Regions from separate parts of the Sus scrofa genome. Here region 2 is linked to region 1. The links are chromatin contacts, called in public promoter capture Hi-C maps. All regions are on one chromosome and are shown on one strand. Each heading gives the region's core, a stretch centred on a gene start, on an enhancer-like site or on the middle of the called end of the contact. The rest is flanking DNA. Distances are from core to core; before and after follow the strand shown.

The links. Promoter capture Hi-C pulls out the DNA fragments that hold promoters and counts their contacts.
Region 2: a contact with region 1 is called in a promoter capture Hi-C map of fetal liver, with 4 times the contacts expected there. The contact joins the promoter of LOC110261664 here to the promoter of LOC110261671 in region 1. A contact is called at or near these places in 2 of 5 promoter capture datasets (fetal liver and liver), 27 of 47 Hi-C or Micro-C datasets (adipocytes, adipose tissue, alveolar macrophages and 15 more) and 2 of 2 datasets of contacts at active chromatin or transcription factors (alveolar macrophages and skeletal muscle).

The regions. Positions count from the first base shown.
Region 1 is chr7:21,580,593-21,585,641 of Sscrofa11.1, reverse strand. It overlaps LOC110261671 (histone H2B type 1-H-like), which reads left to right and starts at 3,120. Exons shown (of 2, transcript XM_021099844.1): 1 at 3,120-3,357; 2 at 3,360-3,599. The coding sequence starts at 3,168. The coding sequence ends at 3,547. LOC100157763 (histone H2A type 1-H) reads right to left here and starts at 2,907. Exons shown (of 1, transcript XM_001928557.5): 1 at 2,090-2,907. The coding sequence starts at 2,855. The coding sequence ends at 2,469. It also overlaps the pseudogene LOC110255230.
Region 2 is chr7:21,629,572-21,634,620 of Sscrofa11.1, reverse strand. LOC110261664 (histone H3.1) reads left to right here and starts at 2,154. Exons shown (of 1, transcript XM_021099837.1): 1 at 2,154-2,660. The coding sequence starts at 2,195. The coding sequence ends at 2,605. It overlaps LOC100622387 (histone H2A type 1), which reads left to right and starts at 682. Exons shown (of 1, transcript XM_003356570.4): 1 at 682-1,754. The coding sequence starts at 723. The coding sequence ends at 1,115. It also overlaps the pseudogene LOC100513549.

The sequences.
Region 1 (5,049 bases), core at 1,871-4,370:
GCAGACCGCTCGCAAGTCCACCGCGGCAAGGCGCCGCGCAAGCAGCTGGCCACCAAGGCGGCCCGCGAGAGCGCGCCCGCCACCGGCGGCGTGAAGAAGCCGCACCGCTACTGGCCCGGCACGGTGGCCCTGCGCGAGATCCGGCGCTACCAGAAGTCCACGGAGCTGCTGATCCGCAAGCTGCCGTTCCAGCGGCTGGTGCGCGAGATCGCGCAGGACTTCAAGACCGACCTGCGCTTCCAGAGCTCGGCCGTGATGGCGCTGCAGGAGGCGTGCGAGGCCTACCTGGTGGGGCTCTTCGAGGACACCAACCTGTGTGCCATCCACGCCAAGCGCGTCACCATCATGCCCAAGGACATCCAGCTGGCTCGCCGCATCCGCGGGGAGAGGGCCTGAGCCTGAAGGCCTCCCACCCACCTCTAAAGACTCTTCAGAGCCGGCCACATGCACACTGGAAAAGGACTGTTTCCCTGATGATTTTTACTGCTACAAGTTTTACCTGTGGCTGACTTGTGTTTTAAATACCAAATCACTTTACAGTTCTCCAGCAGGGATTGGGTCTGGCAGTAAATTCCTTACAAGTGCCTTTCTTAACTGAGTTGTTTTTACAGGGTATTGCCCCAATTTATTAAGTACATTGTCTGTACTCCTGAATACAGAAAACAAAATGGCACTACATGACAAACCGGCATGTTTGTGTTCTCTCTATCTCAAATTAGACACAAGTGGGAAGACTTTCCTTATGCTCCTAATATTCCTAACGCCTTTTTTAGTTAAGATTACAGTAACCATTAAACCACCATGCTCGTTACTTCTCTGTGAGTGGGCTCATGAAATGTAGGACATGATTTTCACATGTAATTTAGGGTGATGCTAAGATTTTTACCTAGTTAAAATAATTTGGATCAACACGTTCAGCAAAATAAAGTATGTTTCTCCCAGAAATCAGCCTTACTATATAAAGGAAGACACAGGTCAGACACAGTACCCCCTCTCCCTCTAGGCCCATCTAAGGCCAATTTCTAATCAGATTGGTATTCTTGACTGTGCAATCAGTGCCTTCTGGGTTGGGGGAACTAAGAGCTGTAAAGTCAGGAAGGACCCTTGACAGAGATGGCTCTTTCTGCTGGTTGCATAAGGCACCCTCTCCAGGATGTATGGAGTCAAAATACTTGTCTGAAGTAATTTTTAATTCTCATTATATGAAGATTTATTTGAGGAAATGAATAGTCCTAGTTATGTAGACATTTCTAATTATGGCGACACAAATTTCATGTCTCTAAACCCTGCATGTGCTGAACTTTGATGTTTATCCTTCTACCTAAGCTCTTTTCTGGAATTTCAACATGCTTCCATTATCTCATACAAGGAACTTAGAGTTTGGCTATAGTAATGGCTCACAAAAATGAATATTCAGACACCAGGCCATTTTGGCTCATGCTAATGAATAGATGGTGATGCCAAGAAAAGAATCACTGGGAAAGCAGTGGTGATGATAGTCTGGAATATTTATTTATTATTTATTTATTTATTTATTTTCCTTTTTATGGTCACACCTGTGGCGAATGTAAGTTGCCAGGATCCTTAGCCCACTGAGTGAGGCCAGGGATGGAATCCACATCCTCAGAGACCTCGGTCCTTAATCCTCTGAGCTATAAAGGGAACTCTGGGACATATATTTTTAATTTCCCAGAGAGCTACAAGAATTTTAGAAAGTAGATGAATATGCATGTCTGAATTTGAGATAAATCTGAGATGGGGACATAAAGATTTGGAAGTCATTAGCCACACACACACACACACCACACACTAGCATTAGCAATGAAGTGTCCTACAGCTCTCTCTGCCTTATTTGCCAATATTGAACTTTGTTATTTGCCTGCACTTACAAGCCATGAGTTTGGTGATGCCTATTCTCTGCTGCAATCTCTGCAGTTTCCTCTACTTCCCAATTTCCTTTAATCCTCAAACAAGCTGTTACCTCAGAATTTACCCCTCTATGCTCCCTTTATATTCCTGTGCTTATCTCTTGCTACATTGCACCTTGTTTTGGTTTCTCCCTGTTAGATTTTCTTTGGGATAAGTGGTGTTTTATTAACATTGTATCTTTAACGAATGACACGTGTCATAAGAATTTATTGAAAACAAATGCACTACTTTGTGCCTGCATTTCTTGAAATAACAACTGTCTTCATCATTATTCTTAGAATGAGCTTAACAGCATCCAATACCGTCGTTGTTTCAACCAAGTTTAGAATACTCTTGACATCTCAATATTAAATCATGAGTCAGTCTAGAATCTTGCAGATTCATTGGCCTTTGAACTAGTCTAACACAAATGTCATTTTGTTGACAAGGGCTGCTAAATACAAGAGGTAAGCTAATTGGAAATGCAAGTGTCACCTTTTTATGATGATAGAAGTGGCTCTGAAAAGAGCCTTTTGTTTTGTTGTTTTTATGCCGAGTACTTATTTGGCTTTGTGGTGGCTCTCGGTCTTCTTGGGCAACAGCACGGCCTGGATGTTGGGCAGGACACCGCCCTGAGCGATGGTAACTTTGCCCAGCAGCTTGTTGAGTTCCTCGTCGTTGCGGATGGCCAGCTGTAGGTGACGCGGGATGATGCGTGTCTTCTTGTTGTCACGAGCTGCGTTGCCCGCCAGCTCTAGGATTTCTGCGGTCAGATACTCCAGCACCGCCGCCAGGTACACCGGAGCACCTGCGCCGACCCGTTCAGCATAGTTGCCTTTACGAAGCAGGCGGTGCACTCGGCCCACCGGAAACTGAAGGCCAGCCCGTGAGGACCGGGTTTTGGCCTTGGCGCGAGCTTTACCCCCTTGCTTTCCTCGTCCAGACATAACTGGGAGACTGAACAGCAGTTGTCAAAGATGACTGAGTCTGAGGTCCCGAAACCACAGTTTATAGCCACTGCAGGGCGCGAAAAGGAAGCTGTACGATTGGCTAACGTTTCACTTTCGTTTTGACCAATGGAAACACGACTAGATAGGATGCGTTCCTTGATTGGGTAAAACAGATCTGTGAGGTCAGTGGAGAGTAACAGCCAATCGCCAGAAAGCTTGTTTCCACCTCATTTGCATAAACCCTAGCCCTTAAAGAGGCGCCTCTCTGGCCTTCGGCTGTTCATTTTACATCGAACGCCAGACTTCATCATGCCTGATCCAGCTAAGTCCGCTCCTGCCCCCAAAAAAGGCTCCAAGAAAGCCGTGACTAAGGCGCAGAAAAAGGACGGCAAGAAGCGCAAGCGCAGCCGCAAGGAGAGCTACTCGGTGTACGTGTACAAGGTGCTGAAGCAGGTCCACCCCGACACCGGCATCTCGTCCAAGGCCATGGGCATCATGAACTCTTCGTCAACGACATCTTTGAGCGTATCGCGGGCGAGGCCTCGCGGCTGGCGCATTACAACAAGCGCTCGACCATCACGTCCCGGGAGATCCAGACGGCCGTGCGCCTGCTGCTGCCCGGGGAGTTGGCCAAGCACGCCGTGTCCGAGGGCACCAAGGCTGTCACCAAGTACACCAGCTCCAAGTAAATGTGTTCGTAGGCAGTGTCAAACCCAAAGGCTCTTTTCAGAGCCACCTAACCTTTTTCAAAAAAGAGCTGTGGTGCTTTGTCTGTCTCTTGGAGGGGCGGGGTGAAGTGCGTAGGGCTCTGGGTGGTAATTGAAAATAACACTTGCCCCAAACTTGCGGTTTATCTGACAGGTGTTCAGGGAAGGAACTCGAGTCCCCTAGATTCAAATGATTTTTAGTACCTTCTGTAAGTGGCACCTGGAAGCCTATAATTTTCGACTTCTGCTGTCTACGTGTACAGGTACTACAAACTTGTACACTGCAGTCCTTCCCCTCATCATTTTGCAGCAGGTCACAATGCCCTGTGAAAATGCAGGAACTAAAGAACAAGTGATCCAGCTACAAGATGTGATCTGAAGAGCTTTCTAACTCCTTAAGAGACAAATAAGTATTCGTGAAAAGAGCCTTTACAAGTTGACGGAAATATAAGATACAGGGGAATCGCCGCTAAGGGCATAGAGGGTTTGGCTCTGGTGCTTCAGGGAACAAAGTCCATAGCCAGGCAGTCTTCGGCTTGGCGTATTTAAGTAGGTTAACGCCGTCAGGATCACGGTGTCTTAAAAAAAATCTCAGCGCCTGGTGGATATCTAGAGGGAACCAGGTGCTCTTGACTCCATCGCTGCGGGCAAGGAACCTAATGGGCTTGGTGATGCTCTGGATGTCACACAGCACCTTACCGTGACGCTTAGAATCACCATTACCCTAGTCCTTCCCTGCCTTGCCTCGGCCTTGCTATGTTGAAAATACATAGAATTCTGTGGTGGCTCAGCTGGCTAAGGATCAAGCATTGTCACTGCTCTGGATCTGATTACTGCTGTGGTATTCCATTCCTGGCCTGGCCTCCTTCCCCGAAACCCCCCAAAAGAAACTAGCATCCAGACTCCAGTCAGATGGTTCTCTAGGACATTAGTCTGATAGCTGAGACTCCCGACTTTCCGAATAAAGTTATTCCTTGCCCCGACACCTCATCTCCCAATTTGTTGACCTGTCCTGCAGCAGGCAGAACAAGCTTGCACTTGGTAACACAAGGAGAGGGTTGGAGAGAGGGATCTTTCTAATTGTAACCCTTTTATGCACTTTATATTTGGAATCATACGTTCACATTGTCAATAAGTAAAACACATGTGAGATAACGAGTAGAGATGTGAATGGAAAGTCCTGGGAGCACATGAAACTGAGCAGGACCCTGTGGGGCTCCTGGGCACAAAAGCCTTTCTGTGTCTCCCATTTCTTGTTTGGAGGAATAGGCTTCTTTCAGGACCTTCCCTGGGTCCCAAATAGTTGCTAATCAGGAAAGGGAGAAGATGCAGACAACAGGGAGGAGCATTCAAGAAACAATAGTGCAGCCTTGGGGCAGGGTCCTGGTTCCTCCTTGAGGGATACACATGTATCTTTGAGTTCTGCAGAACTAAAACCCCCAACAAATGGAAGATGTTTACTTGTTGAAGCATTCCTCATTCCA
Region 2 (5,049 bases), core at 905-3,404, 50 kb before region 1:
TAGGTGGCTCTGAAAAGAGCCTTTGGGTCGGCCATGGGTGGCTCACTTGGCACTGGTGTACTTGCTGACAGGCTTGGCGCCCTCAGACACAGCATGTTTGGCCATCTCCCCGGGAAGCAGCTGGCGCACGTCCATCTAGATGCCCGAGAACGTAATGGTCGAGCGATTTTTGTAATGCGCCAGGCGCGATGCCTCGCCCGTGATGCGCTCGACGATGTCGTTAACGAAAGAGTTCATGATGCCCACGGCCTGTGTCCGGGTAGACCTGCTTCAGCACCTTGTACACGTACACTGAGTAGCTCTCCTTGCGGCTGCGCCTGCGCTTCTTGCCGTCCTTCTTCTGCGCCTGGTCACCGCCTTCTTGGAGCCCTTCTTGGAGCTGGGGCAGATTTAGCTGGCTCAGGCATGGTAAAGAAAAAACCCTTGAGAAACAATAAATGAGGACAAGGACGGTCGAATCCTTTTTACCTACAAATCCGCAGGCAAACGCGATGCAGTAAAGTTCTAGGTCTGATTGGCCAAAACTAGTGATGACGTTATGTGAATATTGTCCAATAAGAACACTCATTATTAGGAAGCGCTTTTTTTTTTCTTGTTTAAAAATGGGATTGCAATCTTAGCCAATGGAAATGCGGATTTTTCGCTCCCAGTTGCAGCTATAAATTGTGAGTTTCTCTTCTTGCTCCTTAGTTACTACTGGTGTAGATTCTGGTTGCTACATCATGTCCGGACGTGGGAAACAAGGAGGTAAAGCTCGCGCCAAGGCCAAGACCCGCTCCTCGCGAGCCGGGCTCCAGTTCCCGGTGGGCCGAGTGCACCGCCTGCTCCGCAAGGGCAACTATGCCGAGCGGGTTGGAGCTGGGGCGCCGGTGTACTTGGCGGCGGTGCTGGAGTACCTGACGGCCGAGATCCTGGAGCTGGCGGGCAACGCGGCTCGCGATAACAAGAAGACGCGCATCATCCCGCGCCACTTGCAGCTGGCCATCCGCAACGACGAGGAGCTCAACAAGCTGCTGGGCAAAGTCACCATCGCTCAGGGCGGCGTCCTGCCCAACATCCAGGCGGTGCTGCTGCCCAAGAAGACCGAGAGCCACCACAAGGCCAAGGGCAAATAAGGCCTTAATTCATACTTCAACCTCAAAGAACAAAGGCTCTTTTCAGAGCCGCCCACCATTTCTGTGGAAGAACTGAGCACTTTTGTAAAACCTGCCACGAATACCTGGTTAAGTTTACAATATGTAAAAAACGTAGTTTTCCTTTGGAACTGACCAGGCACGTGTTGACTTTTAAGGTAGAGGCCTGTTTGAAGTTTACTCAATTGCAAACCCATGAACTCACCCGCCTTTATTGTCTCCCCGGGACGCATTTGGGGTGATTACTTGCTCCAGCAAATGTACTAAACCATTTTTAAAATTTGTCTCACTGGAACCCAGTGGTCCATTGGCCAACTAAAACTCCACACTCAAAAGCTCTTTTCGAAAGAGCATTTATAGGAAAACACCTAATCACTAGTCAGTGTAAACCTCTCTTCCCTCAGGCCTGCTGATAAGTACACAATTTACATGTTAAAGTCCAATCAGCCGTTTAATTGCATCACAACCCATTAATGAGTTGAGATAATCACTAGTATTTAGTCAAGCCCACATCAAGTATCCTCCCTTCCCTACACAACGCTGTAGCCCAGTTCTGTGTTCAGGTGCGAGAGTGTATATTGACTTTACTTTGAATTATTTGGTACATTCATTAAAAACAGATTTTGATGTAGTGAAATGGAACTACTTTTTAGAGAAAATGATGAATACATTATTCTGCTCTAATTTTCTCCCATATCAATCTGTAAGGGGGGGGTCTCCACTGAAAATGCATTTCTTTTATAAAAATTTAGGCGCTGACCGCCACAAATTGTGGATCAAATTCCCTTTCTCCTCTGGTGAAATCTTAACGTTTGGGTCGAAAACCGTAAACTCAGACAGGAGAGTACAGCTATAATTCCTTACTGTAAAAATAGAAAGTTAAAAACATTACGGAAAGTAAAACCTTTTTAGAGGCAGTAAGAACCAAACGAAGATTGGACCAAAAACCAATCAGGTTACTCCTGCAACAGTTCTGACCAATCAGGATTGGATCATGACTATAAAGTCTGGTCCTGGCATCAGTTCTCCATTGCTTCTTTCGCGGCGTCAGATCTCTCTCTATGGCTCGTACCAAGCAGACCGCTCGCAAGTCCACCGGCGGCAAGGCGCCGCGCAAGCAGCTGGCCACCAAGGCGGCCCGCAAGAGCGCGCCCGCCACCGGCGGCGTGAAGAAGCCGCACCGCTACCGGCCCGGCACGGTGGCCCTGCGCGAGATCCGGCGCTACCAGAAGTCCACGGAGCTGCTGATCCGCAAGCTGCCGTTCCAGCGGCTGGTGCGCGAGATCGCGCAGGACTTCAAGACGGACCTGCGCTTCCAGAGCTCGGCCGTGATGGCGCTGCAGGAGGCGTGCGAGGCCTACCTGGTGGGGCTCTTCGAGGACACCAACCTGTGCGCCATCCACGCCAAGCGCGTCACCATCATGCCCAAGGACATCCAGCTGGCTCGCCGCATCCGCGGGGAGAGGGCGTAAAGTTGTCCTTCCTAATTTGCCTTGGACGTATTCGCTTTCTCCCTCCCAAAAGGCTCTTTTAAGAGCCACTTTCTGTTCTCACTGAGAGTGGCTGTTACGCTTGCTTCGGTCTTTAGTAAATGGGGGATGGGGTGAGGAAAGGTTTCTAACGCGAGATTCGCCGTTTTTTGTCACTCAAACTAGGCTAAGTATTTGCCAAGGCAATATAATACCATGATTCCTTTACTATTCAAAGATAAAATTTAAAAGTCTTGAAAATTTAAAGGCAACAGTGTTTGCTTGTACCCTGAAAAATCGAGCTAAGGATTTCACAAAGTGTTGCTAAGTTTGGCCTCTCTTCACCGGTGCCAAGTAGAAAGGCGGAGAAAGTTTTGGGTGAAGAAGAAATAGCTTTTAAGATTTTACCAGGCAAAGAAGGCCACAGCAAGCTATTGCCCTAAAGACTGCCCTCCCTTGGGGAAGAATTGCTGAGGGTTTTATAGACTCTAAGGAGAAAAACAGGGTTTCAGAAAGGAATCAGGATTGGGGCAAACAGGTGTACTTTCTTTGGGGGAATCTTTGTGACCATAACAGAACCTGGCATCAGGAGATCTTGACAAGATCCTGGTGCAATACTTGCAAAAAGGGCATATATTAATCAGGGATTAAAGCAAATTAGGAAAGTTCCTGAAATACATCACGTGCTAATAATCTTCAGCCACAGGCAATTGTGCTCAGGGTACCTAATCTTTGCTTACAGGTGATTGTATTTAGGGTGCAATACAATGAGGGAGAAGCACAAGGAAGGGCTCCAAGCTGTTCAGTTTTAAAGTCTTCATTTCTAAAAGAAGTATAAGGAATATAATTTTCTCTTAGGTGTATAAGATGCCTCCAGCGTTATGTGTATCCCTTGAGAGGGAACCAGGACTCCACCAAGGCTGTGCTGTTGTTGCTTGACTGGCTCCCTTGTCTTTGCATCCCGTTTCTTCCCTGATCAGCAATGGTCTGAACCTGCCCCCTTGGAATTAAAGGAAGGCCAGGGAGGCTGAATGAGGCCCATTTCCTAAAAACAAGAAATGGGGGACATGGAAAAGCTTTTGTGCCCAGGAGCCCCAAAGCGCTCCATTACAAAAGGAATCAGTCAACAGAAAAGGAACTAGGCCAACTAGGTAAACTGGGATTCAGAGCATAGATTATTAAGTCTCTCCCCTATTTAGGATGTAGAAAGTCAGGGAGCTGAGTTCTTGTTCACTTTTGTTCTCCAATGTATCTTCCAGCACATGGAAAAATAGGCACCATTCATGTTTTAATCAGTTATTGATTTGAACTGTCCATTATCCCAGGAGGGACAGAGCACATCTAGGTTAATTAAGGCAATGATGTTTTGCCTAGAATCCTAAGATACTGGGAAGACCTCAAATGTACTGACACTCATTTTCTTTTATACAACTCTGAAAATCAATGCCAGATCTGGCTGAAGGTGTAACTGTTTACCAAGAAAACAAAACAGGGTGTTCAGACAACATTTTTGTTCTCACGAGAATTGCATTTCTCACTGTTTAACAGCAGCACCTGGTAACCTTACAAGATAAAGCTCTTTGAACTATTTAATCTCCTTCACACCTGTTCCATGATTTGATACTATAAAATTAAAAAATTACGCCTCTGGTTTTAATTTGTCAGCTTTCAGGAGCCTCGTGATGCAGACATGCACAAGAAGCAATCCACAGGCACCATGCATGCCATCAACATCTGACTTTCCAGAGGTAGAAGCCACAGTGGGCTCACTTGGGGCAGAAATACCCTCCACACACACCCCACTGGTGGACTTCCCTGTCTTATTGTCACTTACATGACAACACACTCCCAATTATGAAATCCTAACTCCAGGAGAGTATTCTTCCAACTCCGCATAAACTGGTTTTATTTATTTATTTATTTAGCCATACCCCCAGCATGTGGAATTCCCAGGCCAGGGATCATACCTATGCCACAGCTAACCAGAGCCACCGCAATAGCAAGGCTGGCTCCTTAACCCTCTGAGCCACCAGGGAACTCCTTGTGTGAACCTGTTTTAAAAGTTAAATTTTGCCCCCTTTCTCTCACCATATATATAAGGCCAAAGATTTTTGTTCTGTTCACTGTTGCATCTCTAGAATACAAAAAAAGCCCGACTCAGGCACTTATTAAATTCTAGTTGAATCAATGTATTGTTAATCTGCTATCTTTTATTTGGCTATTATTAAATTTGCTGTCTTTTAAACACAAGATAGCCTCAGGTAGTGGTAGTCACAGAGTGCTTCCCACCTCCTGCATTACACATTTCATCCCAGATTCTTTTTGAATTTATTTATTTATTTATTTATTTATTTATTTATTTATTTAGTCTTTTTACAGCCTCAGCTGCAGCACATGGAAGTCCTGGGCTAGGGGTTGAATTAAAGCTTCAGCTGCCCACCTAAGCC